Regions from separate parts of the Sus scrofa genome. Here all the other regions are linked to region 1. The links are chromatin contacts, called in public Hi-C and HiChIP or PLAC-seq maps. All regions are on one chromosome and are shown on one strand. The core of a region is the stretch at or near the end of the contact, and the rest is flanking DNA. Distances in the headings are between cores, read along the strand shown. Region 1 holds the start of ARSA (arylsulfatase A). Region 2 holds the start of PIM3 (serine/threonine-protein kinase pim-3). Region 3 holds the start of CRELD2 (cysteine-rich with EGF-like domain protein 2).

Region 1 (2,702 bases), core at 143-2,642:
GGGGCTGCGCCTCCACCGACAGGTTGGCCAATAGCGGGACAGGGACTAGGCCCTGGTCACAGCTGCCGTCGCAGGGGGTGGACGGCGGGAAGCAGGTCAGGTTCTGGCAGGGGCCCTGGGGGAGCAGCTCCTTCAGAGGTCTGGGCTATAGGGTGGGGCTGTCGGGTCAAGGGAAGGACGCTGGTAGTTCCTACCTGGTCATGGGAGTATGGGATGCCCAGGAATCGATGGAAGCCCTGGTGGGGGGGCAGAAAGGCCCCCTCAGGCCCCACCCCAAGGTGCCACTTGCCAGCCATCCCTGTGAGGTAGCCTCGGGCAGCAAGGACCTCAGCCAGGGTCACCTCCTCCAGGGGAAGACCCCCTCGGGAGCTGGGTTCCAGAACGCCAGGGTACAGGCCCATCCGAACTGGGAGTCGGCCGGTCAGGAGGGCAGCCCTGCAGGACAAGTCACAGGGTCCGTGAAACAGAGCAAAACTGACTGAGATGAACAGAGGAGATGAGGTGAGAGCGGCGGAAGACGAGGGAGGTGAATGTCTCCCCGCTGCAATCCAGAGTGAAGCCAGAGGAACCGGTGGGCAGGGGTGGGCGCCTGGGGTGCACATTCCGTCTCCTTGCTCACCGGGAGGGTGTGCACAGAGACACCGGCACATAGAAGTCGGTGAACCGCAGACCCCCTGCGGCCAGCTGGTCCAGATTGGGGGTGGTGGAACTGGGGTGCCCGTAGGAGCCCAGGTCTCCGTAGCCCAGGTCATCAGCAAAGATCAGCACGATGTTAGGTGGGCTGGTAGCAGCCAGGCCTGAGGCCAAGGCCAGAGTGAGGGCCCACAGAGCCACCATGGCCCACAGCACAGACCGGCCTGCAGCAGGAGACCCTTGAGAGGGAAGGCACACAGGGTTCCAGCCAGCTCTAGCTCTGACGCCCCAGACCCAGACCTAGACCCTAACCTCCCCCAGCAACCCAGGCTCAGCCACTACCCTCCCCTGAGACCCCAGACCCGAATCCTCCCCCGACTGAGACAACTCCTTTCCTGAAGTCCCAGGGAACTCGGCACCGAGACCCTCGACTCCAACAGAACCCAGGAGCCCGGAGCCTTGGATCCAACTCTCTGGAGACTCCCAAGGACCAGGACACTTTCACATTCTCCGGCGGAGATCTGACCCTCTTCACCTACTGGTCCCGGCCCAGGCTCGTGGGCAGGGGCAGAAGTCCCCGCACACTGACCCGCGGGGGCCCGAGAGGCGGGACGAGGGCAGTTCGGGTCCGAGGAAGGCTGGTGCGGCGGAACAGCGACAGGCACAGCCCCTCACCGGCACTTCCGCCTCAGCCCCGCCCCGCGGCCCGCCCCCTAACCCGTGACCCGACGCGGCCCGCCCAGGGGTGGGGCGGGACGCGGGGCGGAGCTGGCCGGGGGGCGGGGCGGAGGGGGCGGAGCCGGGTCGCGCCTGGGCAGCGAAGGGCGGAGTGGGTGTGGCGCGGGGCTGGCGAGGGCGCCGGCACGGTTGTGCGCGAGCTCCGCCACGCTCTGCGTCCCGAGGCTGTTGGCGCCCGGCTCGGGGGCGAGCTCCTCGTGTTCGCGCTCGGCGTGTGGACTGTTTCTTAAGGGGCGTGAGCCGGCAGAGTGCGGAATGAGCAAATCGAAACGAAAAGCTTGGAGTCCGCCGACTGCTGGCGTTTCCTTCCACACTACCTTTGGTGTATTTCTTGAAATACAAGATCGAACATTCTTGGAGTTCTCTTGTGGCGGAGCGTGTTAAGGACCTGGTGTTGTCACTGTAGCGGCTTGGGTCACAGCTGTGGCACGGGTTCAATCCCTGGCCCAGAAACTTCTACACGCCATGGGCGAGGCCATAAAGGAAAAGAGAGTTATTTCCAGCACTTTCCCCTCCGTGTACATGTGTGTCTGTGTGTTAGGGTATTGGAGGGGGCATCTGGGGTCTGGTCTGCCTCCAGGTTACAGCAATGAGAAAAACGCATAGAAAGAGGAGATGTTTGGTCCTGGCTCCACCGGTAGACAGGCTTCGATGAATTTCTTCACCTTCGTGGTCTACAGTTTAACTGTGTCAGAGTAAGAGGGAGGTCAGCTGAATGCCCCAAGATCCATGCAGTAACTCCCCCAGAGCATCTGTTCCCAGCAGCTCCCCAAGGTCACACCCCCATAACCCTCCCAAGACAGCTTTCTGGTCTCATGCTCCCCCACAAGTTCTGACCTCAGGAAGAGCAGGCTTTGGGCACTGGTCGGGGAGGGTATTCCACGGTTACTGACCCTGGGCCAGCGAGAGAGTGGGTAGGGCCCTTGAAAGGCCTCTGGTTATTGGGTGGGGGCCAAGAGAGTGTCCACTGAGGCCCAGCCCTGGCTGTGGAGCTGGCATTTTCCTGATGAAAGAGGAAAGCTCAGGATGAGAAGCAGTGTTGAGGAGCAAAATTTGAAGGGGAGGGACTCCCGGAGACAGGGCTGGGCTCCAGGCTGCTGCTGACTTGGTAGGCAGTGGAAGGGGCTCTGTAAGCTGCATCCAGATAGTATCACATTCCAGTGTGGTTTCTGGGTCTGTGCATGGGGCGGCCAGGGCAGAGCTTTTCCATGGCCCAGAAATCTTTGAACCTGTAATTGGAACTATCACAGCTGGTCGGCGCTGTGAACTGGAGTTTAAAAGGAATCGTCCAAAAGCACTTTCTTCCCTTTATACTGCAAGCTGGGAATTAC
Region 2 (2,700 bases), core at 91-2,590, 570 kb before region 1:
GGGGAAAGCTGGGTGTGCTCAGGGAGCCTGCAGGCCGGCTGAGGCCCCTGAGGCAGGTGAGCACACGTGCTTGGGAGTCACACCTGAAGGCAATCTCAGATGGGCTCAGGGACATGGGACTGATGTGGTTGCCATGGTTAGACCCCAGCCTGGCCTGAGCCCTTGCGAGGCCAGAAGAGTCAGTTCTTTTGCTTCTTGGCTCCCTCAACCCCGAGCCCTTTCTGGATGGCTGTGGGAGGCAGTGGACCTCCTGGCCTCAGCCACTGGGGCTGGCAGACAGCTGTTCACACCTGGGCTGCTCAGGCCCCGGACCTTGGGCTGAGGTCGGCAACCCGCGAGGCTGGAGGAATCTGTACAGTACAGAAGGCAGAGGAAAGGCTCAGGTCCAGCCCAGGGCCATGAAGGCCTGCGACTGGCCAGGGCCGTGACAGTGGCTGTCAAGGTAGCCTCCCTGGTAGAGTCGGACATCGCCTGGGCCTGGACGGCAGTCAAGTGGGTGGAGAGCAGGGGATGGCGCTCCAGGAGGACACCAGGGGCAAAGGTTCTAGGGAGGGAGGAGTGGTCAGAGAAGGCCCTCGGGATGCGGCTCTGAGGTCAAGCCCGGGTAAGAATGGTGGGCTGGGGTCGACAGGGTGGAGAGGGTTCCCCAGGTGGGGTCGGCGCCCGCCGCGCCGGCCCATCCGCATGGCCGGGTGCGCGGATTGCCGGGCTGGCACGGGCATATCCCTGGGCGGCGGGGAGAGCCTCCCGCACCCAGCGGTTCCTTTGGTCCCCGCCGCCGAGTTCGCAGCTGAGCAGCCAGCGCCAGGTGGGTGCAGCGGGTGACCTTCCCGGTCCGGTCTGGGGCGGAGCCGACAAGGTTCGGTCCCGCCTCCGCGCCGCCATTGGCTGGGCCCCGTGCCCTTTGCGAACGCCGGCTCCTATTGGCTCCCGGGGCTCCGCCCCGCACTCGAGAGCCGCGGCCCGCGCGGGAGCTGCGCGTGCGCGCGTGCGCGCGCCACGTGTGTGAGAGCGCCCGCGCCACGGCCCGCACGGGAGCGCGCGCGCGTGTGTGCGTGCGTTAGAACGCGGAGGAGTAGTGACGCGCCACGCCGCGCCGTGCGCCTCCGCGGCTCCGCTCCCTCCAGCTAGTCCCAGCAGCTCGCCGCGACCCCTGCTTGCCAGCCCCCGCCCACCCGGGAAAGCGCGCCGGCCGCGTCTGGCCGTCGCCTTGGCAGCATCGCGAGTTCCAGGGGCAACCCCTGCCGCGCGGCCCCGCCGGAAGGGGGCGGGGTCCCCGCTCGCCCCGCCCTCCCGCGGAGGGATACGCGCCGCTGCGGCCCAAAACCCCGAGCGAGGCGGCTGGGGCGTGTGAACGGCTCGGCCTGCTGCGTGTTGTCGCGGTCCCCACGGGGCTCGGTCGGGCACTGAGCCGCGCGGACGGCCTCGCCCGAGCGGGCCCGCGCTCCGAGGCCGGCGCTTCGGCGCACCCATCCGCTGTCCGGATCCGGGCACAGCGCGGCCCGAGCAGGCCGTCCTCCCACGTCCGCCGCGGCGCGGGGAGCCGAGCCGAGCCGAGCGAGAGGAGGCGCGGAGGCCGGGGCTGGGGGCCCGCGCCCCGCCGCCGCCCGCGATGCTGCTCTCCAAGTTCGGCTCCCTGGCGCACCTGTGCGGACCAGGCGGCGTGGACCATCTCCCCGTGAAGATCCTGCAGCCAGGTAGGCGGGGCCCGGGGGTCTGGAGACGCACTGGGGTCGAGGGTCCCGGGTCCTGGGTCGTACCAACGCCGCCCGCTCGTTCTCCACAGCCAAGGCGGATAAGGAAAGCTTCGAGAAAGTGTACCAGGTGGGCGCCGTGCTGGGCAGCGGCGGCTTTGGCACCGTCTACGCGGGCAGCCGCATCGCCGACGGGCTCCCGGTGAGTCGGGCCTCCGGGCACCCGGGATTCTCGGCCCGCGCGTCTCGTTGCGTCCTCCCGGCCTGACCAACTGGTTCCCTACCCCCAGGTGGCCGTGAAGCACGTGGTGAAGGAGCGGGTGACCGAGTGGGGCAGCATCGTAAGTGCTGGCGGGGGTGCCGGGTGGAGCGGGGGCGCCGGACGCGGGCGCCGGGCGGAACCCGCTGACCGCCGTCTCCCTCAGGCCGGCGCGGCTGTGCCCCTGGAGGTGGTGTTGCTGCGCAAGGTGGGCGCGGCCGGCGGCGCGCGCGGGGTCATCCGCCTGCTGGACTGGTTCGAGCGGCCTGACGGCTTCCTGCTGGTACTCGAGCGACCTGAACCGGCGCAGGACCTTTTCGACTTCATCACGGAGCGCGGCGCGCTCGACGAGGCCCTGGCGCGCCGCTTCTTCGCGCAGGTGCTGGCCGCCGTGCGCCACTGCCACAGCTGCGGGGTCGTGCACCGCGACATCAAGGACGAGAACCTGCTGGTGGACCTGCGTTCGGGCGAGCTCAAGCTCATCGACTTCGGTTCGGGCGCGCTGCTCCGCGACACGGTCTACACCGACTTCGACGGTGAGCGCCCACCCCGCGTGGCGGGCCGAGCGGCTGGCGACTGTTGGGGCCGCGCGCGCGTGCCGCGCCGCGCCGGCTCCCTCGCGTGCGGGCCAGAGTGGGGCCTGGGGCCGTTGGGGGCGCGGGCGGAGCACTGGGCCGCCGCCGCGCAGAAATCCCCGCATTGCGGAGCCGGGTCCGCCGGGGCTCCCCGCCCCTCCCCCCGCGTCTC
Region 3 (2,726 bases), core at 114-2,613, 610 kb before region 1:
ACACCACAGCTCACGGCAATGCCAGATCCTTAATCCACTGAGCGAGGCCAGGGATCGAACCCGCAACCTCATGGTTTCTAGTCGGATCCGTTAACCACTGCGCCACAACGGGAACTCCTGTCTCCCTCTTTTTAAAACGTAAGCTCCTTGGCGGCAGGATTTTTGTTTTTCCCCATCACTGACCCTCTGTCCCCCCGGGGGTTCTCATCCTGAGGGCACCCCCGCCCCCATTCACTCAGGTGTCAGCAGAGCCCAGAGCATAGCAGGTGCTCCAACGACTTGAAAAGGAAGTGCAGTAAAAGCTCTTAAGCTTCCATTTTCATTAGAAAAGACAATAACAGGCAGTTCCTGCTGTGGCGCAGTGGAAACGAATCTGACTAGGGTCCATGAGGATGCGGTTCCATCCCTGGCCTCGCTCAGTGGGTGAAGGACCCGGCGTGGCCGTGAGCTGTGGTGTAGGTCATAGATGTGGCTTGGATCCCGCATTGCTGTGGCTGTGGTGTAGGCCCGCAGCTGCAGCTCCGAATGGACCCCTAGCCTGGGAGCCTCCATATGCCGCGGGTGCAGCCCTAAAACATAAACAAAGCAAGCAAGCAAGCAAGCCAGCCACAACTCATCAACGCGCAAATTGTAGAACAGTGGCATCTCGGATTAGGCAAGCCCACAGAGGCCCTCTTGTCTATGGGGTTCTAGGGTCTCTGCGGGAAACTGGTCATATCAGATGTTCACATTATTAATCCCTGGCGGAAACGAGCCATCTGGCGCAAATTAGGCCAGAGAAAACTTTGTATCTTTTGTTCTATGACAGTCGGGATAGGGCTCATCTTAGTCCGGATTCAAACCACGGGCTCCAGTGCTAAATGCCCGGGGCGCGTGGGGAAATGCAAAATGCAGGTTCCTGGGCCCCCAAAGACAGTCATCAGGCCCCAGGTGAGGAGGCCTGGCGGCCCTCCCGCGTGGACAAGCCCGGCGATGCCCGAGAAGCGCAGCCACAGCGCCGGCCTGGAGCCCCCGCAGCCCGCCCCCAGAGCCGCGCGCGCTGACCTCGCCGCCCAGAGCACAGTCCCTCGAAGCGCGGCCGCCAGAGCTGCCCTCGACCGGAAGTGGAGCAGCGGAAACCGATGCCCTTGACCGAACCTAACATGGCCACCAACGCCTAGCTGCCGTCTCAGCGGGCGCCCTTCCTGCCCGGAGTAAAGATGGCCGCCACAGGCGGGGCGTGAGCCAGCCGCCTCGGATCTCCCCGCCCCCTGTGCCCAACCCTCCCGGCGGCACGCTGACCCGGGCCCTTCCTATTGGTGGCCTCCCGTGGCGAGCTCGGATTGGGCCACATGAGGACGGGGCGGAGCCATCCAACCAATAGCAGCGCGAGGGATGGTGAAGGGCGGGGCCCCGGCCGGCGCCGTCAAGTAGGCCCGGGAACCGCCGGCGCTGCTGAGCCGGTGGGCGGCCGAGGGTCGGAACGCTCGGCGGGTGCTTGCTGGACCTCGGCCGGTGCCCGCGCGGCCGCGTTCCCGTGGCGCTGTCCGCCTTGGCCCGCCATGCGCCTTCCGGTCCCGTCGCTGGGGGTGCTGCTGCTGCTGCTTCTGCCGCCGCCTCCCGGCGAGGCCACCAAGAAGCCGACGCCCTGTAAGCGCTGCCGGGAGCTGGTGGACAAGTTCAACCAGGTGTGCCGCTCCGCGAGGACATGGAGCCAGGGGGTGGGCCTGGGTCGCCCCTCCGTGGACTCGGGGATCACCCCACGATGGGCCCAAGGTTGCCGCACTGTGGACCTGGGGTCACCTCGCCATGGACTAGATTTGCCCTGCTGTGTACTGTTACACCCCCCAACCCCCCGCCATGAACCAGGGTCCCCACACCATGGACCCAGGGTTGTCCTGCCATGGATTGGGTCACCCCACCATGAATCTGGGGTCACCCCTGCTATGGAACCGGGGTGACCCTGCCATGAACAGGGGTGAGGCAGCAGCGCCACCTTTCCCCCGCAGGGTATGGTGGACACAGCAAATAAGAACTTTGGAGGTGGAAACACAGCTTGGGAGGAAAAGACACTGTCCAAGTATGAATTCAGGTAGGCACCCTGCTCTGAGCGGCCCAGTGCCTGCCTTTGGTGACATGTCCCCGGGAGCACTGATGATACAGAGTCCCTTTGGCACCGGCACCTGTCCTTACCTGGTGCCGGTGCCAAACACAGGTGGGGAGTTCCCACTGGGGGTCAGTGGTTAAGAACCCGCCTAGTAGCCAGGAGGATGTGGGTTCACACCTTGGTCTTGCTCAGTGGGTTAAGGATACAGTGTTGTTGTGAGCTGTGGTGTAGGTCACAGATGTGGCTCGGATCTGGTATTGCTGTGGCTGTGGCGTAGGCCGGCAGCTGCAGCTCCGATTCGACCCCGAGCCTGGGAACCTCCATGTGCCACAGGTGTGGCCCTAAAGAAAACCAAAAACCAAAAAACAGATGGAGCTCACTCCCTCCCCACCGCAGCTCCAGCCCCATCCTGCCCATGGCAGGGGTTCCCCCGCTGGACCCCACACCTGATGGGCCACCCTGACCACCCCTGCCCTCCGCCTTTAATTCTCCGCCTGGCACTGACAGCCCCCAGCTCCATTTGGGGTCTCTGTTGAGGGTTTTTTCAGTGAAGCGCCACGGTCCCTCGGGCCTGGCCTCCGGACCTCCCTGTAGAGGGCGCTGTGCCCTGGCCTTGCGGTGCTGACGGCCTGTGCGTGTT

What was found. Hi-C and Micro-C count contacts between places; a contact is called where the count stands out from the background. HiChIP or PLAC-seq counts read pairs in DNA pulled down with a chosen protein or histone mark.
Region 2: a contact with region 1 is called in an H3K27ac HiChIP or PLAC-seq map of alveolar macrophages. The contact joins the promoter of PIM3 here to the promoter of ARSA in region 1. A contact is called at or near these places in 2 of 2 datasets of contacts at active chromatin or transcription factors (alveolar macrophages and skeletal muscle).
Region 3: a contact with region 1 is called in a Hi-C map of heart right ventricle, with 6 times the contacts expected there. The contact joins the promoter of CRELD2 here to the promoter of ARSA in region 1. A contact is called at or near these places in 1 of 47 Hi-C or Micro-C datasets (heart right ventricle) and 1 of 2 datasets of contacts at active chromatin or transcription factors (alveolar macrophages).

The regions. Positions count from the first base shown.
Region 1 is chr5:105,793-108,494 of Sscrofa11.1, reverse strand. It overlaps ARSA (arylsulfatase A), which reads right to left and starts at 1,392. Exons shown (of 9, transcript NM_213933.1): 1 at 1,169-1,392; 2 at 620-872; 3 at 195-435; 4 at 1-115. The coding sequence starts at 837.
Region 2 is chr5:679,330-682,029 of Sscrofa11.1, reverse strand. PIM3 (serine/threonine-protein kinase pim-3) reads left to right here and starts at 1,340. Exons shown (of 6, transcript XM_021091349.1): 1 at 1,340-1,697; 2 at 1,787-1,896; 3 at 1,985-2,035; 4 at 2,120-2,489. The coding sequence starts at 1,613.
Region 3 is chr5:715,403-718,128 of Sscrofa11.1, reverse strand. It overlaps CRELD2 (cysteine-rich with EGF-like domain protein 2), which reads left to right and starts at 1,363. Exons shown (of 10, transcript XM_003126783.6): 1 at 1,363-1,667; 2 at 1,989-2,071. The coding sequence starts at 1,542. ALG12 (dol-P-Man:Man(7)GlcNAc(2)-PP-Dol alpha-1,6-mannosyltransferase) reads right to left here and starts at 1,201. Exons shown (of 10, transcript XM_021091350.1): 1 at 1,045-1,201.